2 separate regions of the Mus musculus genome follow, and region 1 is linked to region 2. Evidence: chromatin contacts called from public Hi-C data. All regions are on one chromosome and are shown on one strand. The core of a region is the stretch at or near the end of the contact, and the rest is flanking DNA. Distances in the headings are between cores, read along the strand shown. Region 1 overlaps Shroom3 (shroom family member 3). Region 2 overlaps Scarb2 (scavenger receptor class B, member 2).

Region 1 (4,527 bases), core at 1,546-4,045, 220 kb before region 2:
TCAGCAGTCTGCCACCTTGAGCTTGTGAGCTCCCAGACAGTGGCCATCCTTTCTTCTCAGCATTTCCAGTATCTAGCCCATGGAATAAACCTGGCTGAGTGGATTTTGTACTCATCGGTACAAATTCTAGAAGGTTTTTCAAGCCCGGTGTGTCAGAGTTGATTGTCAAGGTTTGGGTGGTCCTTGGGATTGAGCCTAGCACTTCATGCATTTTGGGCAAGTACTCTACCACTGAGCTACATCTCCAGCCCAAGCTTTACTCTCTTAAATAGAAGAGTTGTTCTTTTGCACTTTCAATAGATTGTGCAGATGACAAACTTCAGCACCCCCTTTAGAACTGACCTTGAACAATGATCTCCAAATGGCCTCTACTTGCCAAAGTCCTTATCTCCCTTATTGGGCATCAAAGGCCCCAGCCTAAGAACCAGTGTGCAACTGAGAGGCCCCACAAATAGCCCCTCCTGCTACTTTCCTTCCATTGAATAATCAAGAAGCCAGGCTTGAGGGAAAGGTACTTGGGCACCAGGCACCTCCCTGAGTGACATCCAAAGGGACTTGAGTGTCACCAACAGCATGTTCTGACAGGGCCTCTTTCTTCCTCTTGACAATGCTTTTAGTCTAAAGGCCTGGTAGTGCCCTCAGATGTTCACCATCTGGGAGAGATGACCTCCATGTCTTGCATTTAGCAGCTCCCTCTAGTTCATAGGAAAGCACAGTTGCCCAACCTGGAGGTGCTAAGTGATCTTGTTTGACAAACAGGAACAAACTCAGCAGCACACAGCACTGATTCCCACCCCTGGAGCACCACAGGCAACCGGCAAACTGGAGTGAAATCCCAGGGCTAGCCCCTCCTGCATCAGTAGAGGAGACTCATGCTTTCTCCTCCTATAGAGATGGTCTCCAGGGACAAGTGCTATGAAACTATAGAGTGATGAGCTGAAATCAAATCTGAAAAGGCCCAGAAAGCTAGGAAGGAACTGGAGAAATATGGCAATCACTTTCCTGTTGAGAAACTGTCCACAGAGCAGGAAATGGATGCAAGGCACACGGGGACAGAGGTCAGTCCAGTCAGAGAAGGAGCAGTAATAAAGAGGGAAAACAGTGAAGAAGGGCCAACCTGTTTGCTGCCAATTCCAGAACAGGACCAAAAATTAAAATAGAAAACAATAACAAACAACAAACCCAACAAAAACAAAGCCAAGACAGAACCGTAAAATATAAAATTTTCCCTTTATGTTAAAGCCAAGAGTGAAAAAAAGAGGCGGGTAAAAGAGAGTGGAACTGGCTGATTCTTTGTCATTAGAGAAGAAGAGCCTCAGTGGAGGAAATGCCTCCATGAGATCCAGCTGTATCCCTCCAAGGCTCAGGGAACAATGCTGAAGAAGGAAGGTGGAAAGCATTCTAAAGCCAGAAGAAAGGGTGGAATCTCATTGGATGCTGTCTTCTGGGCATGATGTGGCCACTGCAATCTTGAATTCACAGTAGCTACGATTACACACACCAGATCTGCATTAAGACTAGACTATCAATAATCTATTACAGATGGAGGAGGTGCTCGTGGGGCAATTAATGGTTGCTGAGTGATGGGGAGATGGTTGTTTTGTGGTGTAGCCACTAGTAAGGTGCCCATGATCCTGTCAATAACCCCTCATCAGTACTCCTGTAAGCAATCCTAATGAAAAAAATCACTGGGTCACACACACACACACGGAAGGAAGGAAGGAAGGAAGGAAGGAAGGAAGGAAGGAAGGAAGGAAGGAAGGAAGAGAAATGAACACAGAAGGGGGACTAGTTGGCAAAAGGGAATCAGTAGGAATCGGGGGACACAAGAGAAGTAATGGGGGTAAATATGAGCAAATTACATTATATACATGCATGAAAATGTCACAACCCATTATGCATAATTAATATATACAAATATAAAACTTAAAAATAAAACACTTTTAGTCTGGAACACTAACTGAACTGAGTACCCTGTCTTCTACAAGAATCTCAGCAAAGCACCATTGTGCCTGCAAAGGGTTTACCCCCCATGTTCTATGTGGAGCTGCATTCTCTCAAGGAGAACTGTAGGGAAGACCTGCCCAAGCCAGTGCCACACAGGATGTGGGAGTCTCTATCTTCTTTAGGAATCTTTTAAGTTTGTGTGCATAGGATCTTTCACACGATTCAGTCACTTCCATTGACAAACACAAAAGCTTTGAAAGATTATGCTGTTTCCCCATTTCCCCCAAAAGGCAATTATATATCCAGAATCAGGACTACAGTTTCTACTAATACCTGCTTTCCCTTTCCCTTTCCCTTTCCCTTTCCCTTTCCCCTTCTTTCCCCTTTCCCTTCCCATTTCCCCCTTCCCACTTCTTCTCCCCTTCCCCCTTCTTCCCCATTTTCTCTTCCCTTCCCTTCCCCCTTCCCTTTTCCCTTCTCCCTTCCCTTCCCTTCTCCCTTTCCCCTTCCCTTCCCTTCCCCCCTTCCCTTCCCTTTTTCTTCTCTTCTCCTCCTCCCGTTCCCCCTCCCCTCCCTCCTCCTCCTCCTCCTTCTCTTCTTCTTCTTCTTCTTCTTCTTCTTCTTCTTCTTCTTCTTCTTCTTCTTCTTCTTCTTCTCCTTCTCCTTCTTCCTCTCTCTCTCTCTCTCTCTCTCTCTCTCTCTCTCTCTCTCTCTCTCTCTCTCTCCTCGCATGTGTGTGTATGTGTCCCAATGCATCAGGGTATGCCAATGCATGTGTGTACAGGTGCCTACAGAAGCCTGAGGAGGGCATCAGAGCCCCTTGAGCAAGAGCTACAGTTCATGGGGCGCTGCCCCAGACAGGCAAACAAAACTTCAGCCCTGTGGAAGAGCAGCCAGTGCTGTTAACCTCTGAACCCACATCTCCAGCCTCAGGCATGTTTTCCTGCTCTCCTCTTTCTCTTTCACAGGAATTCCATCACAAACTTCATATGCAATGCACACAGCCTCAGGAGACCTTTGGTGAAGTTGCTACTTCATTCAAACTAACTTTGAAAACTTAAAAAAGAATCTAGTGGAGAGGAAAGTGTGATGCTCTCAGCTGGAATCTCAGCACTCAAGGAGCTGAGACAGGAGGATTGCTATGAGTTCAAGAGTAGTCTGGGCGACCTGCTGAGGTCCAGGACAGGCTGAAGCAGCTTGTGTGAACCCCTGTCTCAAAAAAAGAAAAACTACAAACCAAAGCCAACTGAATAAACCCATCAAAAAGAAAACTTAGTAATGAAAGTTGGGGTTTAGGAGATCTAACGTGCACTGTACCTCCCGAGTCTTGGTTTTGAAGTCCAGCAATCAATTCCTTCTCAATCACCAGCCATTCAGCCGTTCAGAGCAGCACTTTCGCTGCAATTCAAAAGCTGCACAATGCAGGCTGGGCCTTCGTGCCAGCAGACGCCAAAGATTTCAGGGAAGGTGGGAGGACTCAAGGGCAAAGAACCAAACAGCACGGCTCGGAGAGAGGAACTGGGCCTGCTTTGTAGGGCGATGGGGACGAGTCTTTTGCTAAGGAGCCTCCTCATCCTTTGAGAAGGACATCGCAATACTGAACCCCAACAGGGCTCTCACCTAGCAGCAAACAACTTGTCTGACTTCTGTTTAAAAGTCTGTATTTACTAATAATGTTTGACTTTTGTCTAAAAATCCATATTTACTAACAATGGTACCTAATACACAGGAAAGCATCGGGCTGTCTCTTCCATCATCGTTATCCTTTTCTTTAAAATAAAGTTTAGTATTTTGGAAACTTTAGTAGATGATTCTGAGTCACCATGTGGTTGCTGGGAATGGAGCTCAGGACCTCTGGAAGTGCAGTCAGTGCTCTTAACTGCTGAGTCATCTCTCAGGCCCTTCAGTAGATAATTGTAATGACTTCTCTCTAGTATCTTTCCAAAACTAATATCTAAAAGAGAAAATAGAGACTTGGATCAAGGTGATCTGGGATCTGCATAAAATCTGTCAGTTTCAAAGATGGCCTAGTCAGAGGAGAGGCCCTTGGTCTTGAGAATATTATATGCCCCAGTACAGGGGAATGCCAGAGCCAGGAGGTGGGAGTGGGTGGATTGGGGAACAGGGTGGAGGAAGAGTATAGCAGACTTTCGGGATAGCATTTGAAATGTAAATGAAGAAAATATATAATAATAATAATAATAATAATAATAATAATAATAATAATAACCTGTCAGTTTCAATGCCCTGGCAACACATAATGGAATGGCTTTCTTAAGTGCTTAGTGGCTGAATGTGGTGGTGCACGCCTTTAACCCCAGTCCTTCGGAGGCAACAGGCAGGTATCTTTCTGTGAGTTTCAGGCCAGCTTGCTCTTCACAGTGAGTTCCAGGCCAGCTAGGCTGTATAGGCATACTTTGTCTCCAAAAACAAAAACAAAAAGTATTTTTGGAAGCTGGGCATAGTAGTTATCACCTTTACTCGAAACCCTTGGGAGCCAGAGGTAGGTAGATTGCTGTGAGTTTGAGGCCAGTCTGCTTTTCATAGTGAGTTCCAGGGCTACAATAGTGAGTGAGATCC
Region 2 (4,421 bases), core at 813-3,312:
ATGCTTCATCGCCCGTGGTAAATGTCCTATGTTTAATCCTTCGGATCAGGAAGGAGGAGAGAGATCATGACTGTTTAGAGCTACAACTACAACAGTAAACAAGACAGAGTGTCTGCCAAAAGCCAAGAAGACTTAGACTCTTCATCTAAGGTTTTTGATTAAAACAAAACAAAACAACACCCCCCTCCCCCAAACGTTAGAAATCACCTTATTTGTTATTCTACTTTCAGGAAACAGACTCAGGATGCTAAGTGGCTTATGGAAAGGCCAGGGGAGCAGTAGGCTTGCGAGCTTGGTCACCTGATACTGAACCTGTTTTCCCACCTTATGGCTGATGCCATCTCAGTTCCCAGGATTGCCTTGCCCTGCCCGATTGTATGTGTGTGTGCTTGCTAGTATAAGGGTGAGCAGCCTCTCCATCCAGAAGACTGTTGGTGTGGATAATGAATACTGTGGCCACCTCTCACCTGACCCCGTGCCACATGGTCTCCCCATAATTCTATTGTCTTTAATGTCTTAGCATGGGAGGGGGCCCAGTCTTTAAGGAGCACAGACCCCCTTCATGCAAGAGGACTTCTTTTCTTTTCTTTTCTTTTCTTTTCTTTTCTTTTCTTTTCTTTCTTTTCTCCTTCCTTCCTTCCTTCCTTCCTTCCTTCCTTCCTTCCTTCCTTCCTTCCTTCCTTCCTTTAAAGCTGGAAGGGGAAGCTCTTGAGTTAGAAATGGCCCTCTCAGGCCTCTTGAGAGTATAATACAAACTGGATAGTCAGCAGGAACCCAGCTTCCTTCGCTTACACATCTAACCCTGGCTGTTTACTGCCCTGGGGCTTCCCCACCACTGTGTGGCTCCAGCTGTTGTCCTCAGGAAATGCTGGCTTCTTAGTTTCTCCTTTGCAAGTTGATAAACCGTGGTGTGGTTGGCTCTCCACCCAGGTAGGACTCGAGAGTTATAAACAGGCCTGTGAGTAAGTTCCTTAAAGGATTCTTGACTCCTCAGCAGCCTTTTCTTCAGTCTATTCAAAACATGATCTTGTCACATGACACTCCTATATGCTTCCTTCAACCTTGTCAGTCTGAGCTGACAGAAAGTGTCCTCACAGCTACCAGTTATGACAGTGGAATAGACCAGGAGTTGTCAGTATTGTCCCCAGACTCTGGGGCAGTGGTTCTCAACCTTCCTAATGCTCCACCTTCCTCAGATTGTGGTGATCCCAGACCATACAGTTATTTTTGTTGCTACTTATGTAATTTTGCTACTGTTCTGAATCATAATGTAAATATCTGATATGTAGGCTATCTGATACGTGACCCCCAAAGGGGTTGAGACCCACAGGTTGAGAACTACTGCTCTAGGGGAATACAGCATCTATTGTGGAGGCGTAGCGATGCCAGACTCATTAGGAACAGTAGTACCAGGCTAAGGAGCTGGGGGTGGTGATGGTTTCAGCCCATCTTCATTCCTTGGGATGGGAGTTCTGGCTGAGGACATTATTACTAATACTGCCATTATCCGGCACATTTACAGGAAAAGACAGAGATAGAGGCGTAGGAAGGTTCTTGGCAGCCACTTGATTTACTGTTCAGTAAAATGCAACATTTCCTTCTGTCAGGCCACAGCCAAAGGGCCATCTGGTCTGCCAGACATCTGCTTGCTTCGCAGAGAAGAGTCAGCCTGAGGGAGTAAGCTCATTATTGAAAAAATGCACTGCCGGCCAAGAGAGTAGACACGCATGACCCTTATTATCAGATCCATCACACATCTGCAGGACTAAGAGAGGGGCTGCTTTTAATCAAAGCTAGTAACCAGTCAGAAGCAACCAAAGGAAAATAAACTCTGCCCTGGGTTCTAACTCTTCACATACTCTTTTATTTTATTTTATTTTATTTTATTTTATTTTATTTTTGAGACAGAGTCTCCTGTAAACCAGCTGACCTTAAACTCTCAGAGTAGGGGAGGAGGCTGACCTCACACCTTACCTGATCTTCCTGCCACCTAGTCTCAAGCGCTGGCCACACCCAGCAGTTTGCTTTCTTTTTCCAAAAGTGCTTTCAGGATACACTTTGTCCTCCATTGTTTAGTGAGTGTTACAGGAATGTGTACTGCTTGTGAGGCAGAGTGCATGCTAGGCAGAGAGCTACACATATGTAAACAAGACGGGTGGGGGCCAGGGCGGAGAATTCCCTGTCCTTGGAAAACTGTAATCAAATTCAAACTTCTGCTGGCCTCTTTCTACTCTTGAAGCTGTTAAGGACTTGTGTGCTTTTGTTTCTCTGAACTGTACATCCTGATGCTTACAGCAGGAGAATTAAAACCAAAGCTGGAGATGAGTATGTCGACCCCAGTTCAAATCCCCAGAACTGAGGTAAAAGCTAGACATGGTAGTGCAATGCCTGATGGGATCTGTAATCCCAGTGTTCCTCCAGCAAGGTGAGGGGTGGGCACAGGGGAATCCATGGAGACTCAACAGCCAGATAGCTGGGCCCGGGCAGTTTGGAAACAAACAACAAAGAGACCCTGTCTCAAACTAGATAGAAGGCAAGGACTGTCACCTGAGGCATGTATTAGCCCATACTCATGTATACACACACACACATACACATTTTATATATATATATAAACATATTAATTATATCTTATACTATTTACATATATACACTATATATGTATATGATATAATTAATATGTTAATCTATTAAATAATATATGTATTGTGTGTATATATATTCACATGCAAGAAATAAATAACATTTTAACAATTTGAGAGAATACACCAACACATCCGTACTTAAGCAGAGCAAGGACATCTTCATAGGTCAGGTAAACTTTACTTTGTAGTCACAAAGCCAGAGAAAAAGGCAGAAATGATGTATGACTATTGTTACTAAAATTACTTTTGATTTTGTGGCGTGCCTGAGAGGGCCTCAGGGACTTCTAGGGGTCCAGAGACCATGTTCATCCAGTTTTAATTAAATTAATAATGCTGACTTTCTAAGATTATTTACATAGACTATTAACATTAATTACATTATACATGTTATAATAATATATTATATACAACACGTGTATCTTTTTTTTAAAGATTTATTTATTATATGTAAGTACACTGTAGCTGTCTTCAGACACACCAGAAGAGGGCATCAGATCTCATTACAGATGGTTGTGAGCCACCATGTGGTTGCTGGGATTTGAGCTCAGGACCTTTGGAAGAGCAGTCAGTGCTCTTAACCGCTGAGCCAATTCTCCAGCCCTCTTTTCTTATTGTGACATGTACAATGTATAGTTATAACAATTATAATCTATATCTATGTTTTTTTTTCTGTAAGACCTATTTGGAAACCATATTAGTAATATTTTCAAAGCAGCCAGAGTTTGTTTAGTGTGCTGTGTCTTTCTTGTGTGCCCTGAGTTCAGTGTCGAGACAGAGTTTTGTGATGGATGGATGGATGGCTGATGAATGCCTTGTAATCCCAGGACTTGGAAAGCTTAGGCAGGAGAATTGAGGCCAGCATGTGCTGCAGAGTAAGTTGCAGGCTAGCCTGGACAAAATGGTGCTCTGTCTCAATAGCAAATAAATAAATAAATAAAAATAAAAAAGAGCCAAACCAACCAAAAGCCCCAAGTTTGGAGCTATTGAAGATTCAGGCTCTGGGAATCTCTTGTTTTTTAATGTGTTCTTCCATAACTTGAGGAGAACATTGGTCTCTTCATAACTCGGGGATGCCCTTCTCTGGCCTCGGCCCCACAGAGCTTTCAATCTGTAGCACACAATTTAGTATTCTAAGCTAGCTTGCAAGTCTCTTTTAAAAGGTAAGAATCCTGTCATACTTAGTTTTGTTTCATCTCCTATTGCCAAACTCAATGACTTATACAAAACAAAACGGTGAGGAGCCAGGGTATAGCTCAGTGGAAAGGCACTCACTTACCTAGCACTCGTGAGACCCTAGATTTAGTCTCTAGCACCATAAAAAAAGAGGGAAGAGGAGGGAGGGAAAGAAAAGAGGAAGGAAGGGATGAACAAGATGTTCAGTAAACGCCTTTGCATGGATGGAAGGTTCGATGGGTTCAAATTCTGTCTTTGGAAGAGTTTGTTTGCTTCCTGTGTGGCTTTCCATTGGCTCTCACCCTGTAGGACAAGTCGTCACATACTTACCCCTGGAAGGGTTTATCCCTTTAAAATCTAGAAACTTGGGCCAAAGAGATTGCTGAGAGGGTCAAGGTGTTTGTTGTGCAAGCTGGTTGATCCAGTTTCAACACCCCGAACCATGGGATGGTAGGAGACGAGAATCAACTCTGTAAAGTTGTCCTTTGACCTCCACAGGCATGTCCTAGCACATGCCCCCTGCCTCATCATGTGCATGCACAACAAACAAACATTTCTGTTACATGTCTGTGCTGGGCACTGTGAGCCCCACTGAGTCCTGGG

Evidence for each region. Hi-C and Micro-C count contacts between places; a contact is called where the count stands out from the background.
Region 1: a contact with region 2 is called in a Hi-C map of liver, with 3 times the contacts expected there. The contact joins two enhancer-like sites. A contact is called at or near these places in 2 of 39 promoter capture datasets (the 3T3-L1 cell line and cranial neural crest), 1 of 15 datasets of contacts at CTCF or cohesin (the NIH/3T3 cell line), 11 of 484 Hi-C or Micro-C datasets (Sertoli cells, adipose-derived mesenchymal stem cells, cardiomyocytes and 6 more), 5 of 115 datasets of contacts at active chromatin or transcription factors (bone marrow-derived macrophages, differentiating embryonic stem cells, forebrain and 2 more) and 1 of 9 other capture datasets (adipose tissue).

What each region holds. Positions count from the first base shown.
Region 1 is chr5:92,714,364-92,718,890 of GRCm38.p6, reverse strand. The region is part of intron 1 of Shroom3 (shroom family member 3); the gene reads right to left. Among named protein-coding and RNA genes, the nearest start is that of Shroom3, 33 kb to the right of the region's middle. Within about 2 kb of position 2,795, at least 17 of the 459 cell types and tissues checked have an H3K27ac peak or open chromatin away from gene starts, as enhancers often do. A contact at or near this core is called in adipose tissue and liver, where this site is marked.
Region 2 is chr5:92,496,077-92,500,497 of GRCm38.p6, reverse strand. The region is part of intron 1 of Scarb2 (scavenger receptor class B, member 2); the gene reads left to right. Among named protein-coding and RNA genes, the nearest start is that of Scarb2, 7.4 kb to the left of the region's middle. Within about 2 kb of position 2,062, at least 160 of the 459 cell types and tissues checked have an H3K27ac peak or open chromatin away from gene starts, as enhancers often do. A contact at or near this core is called in adipose tissue and liver, where this site is marked.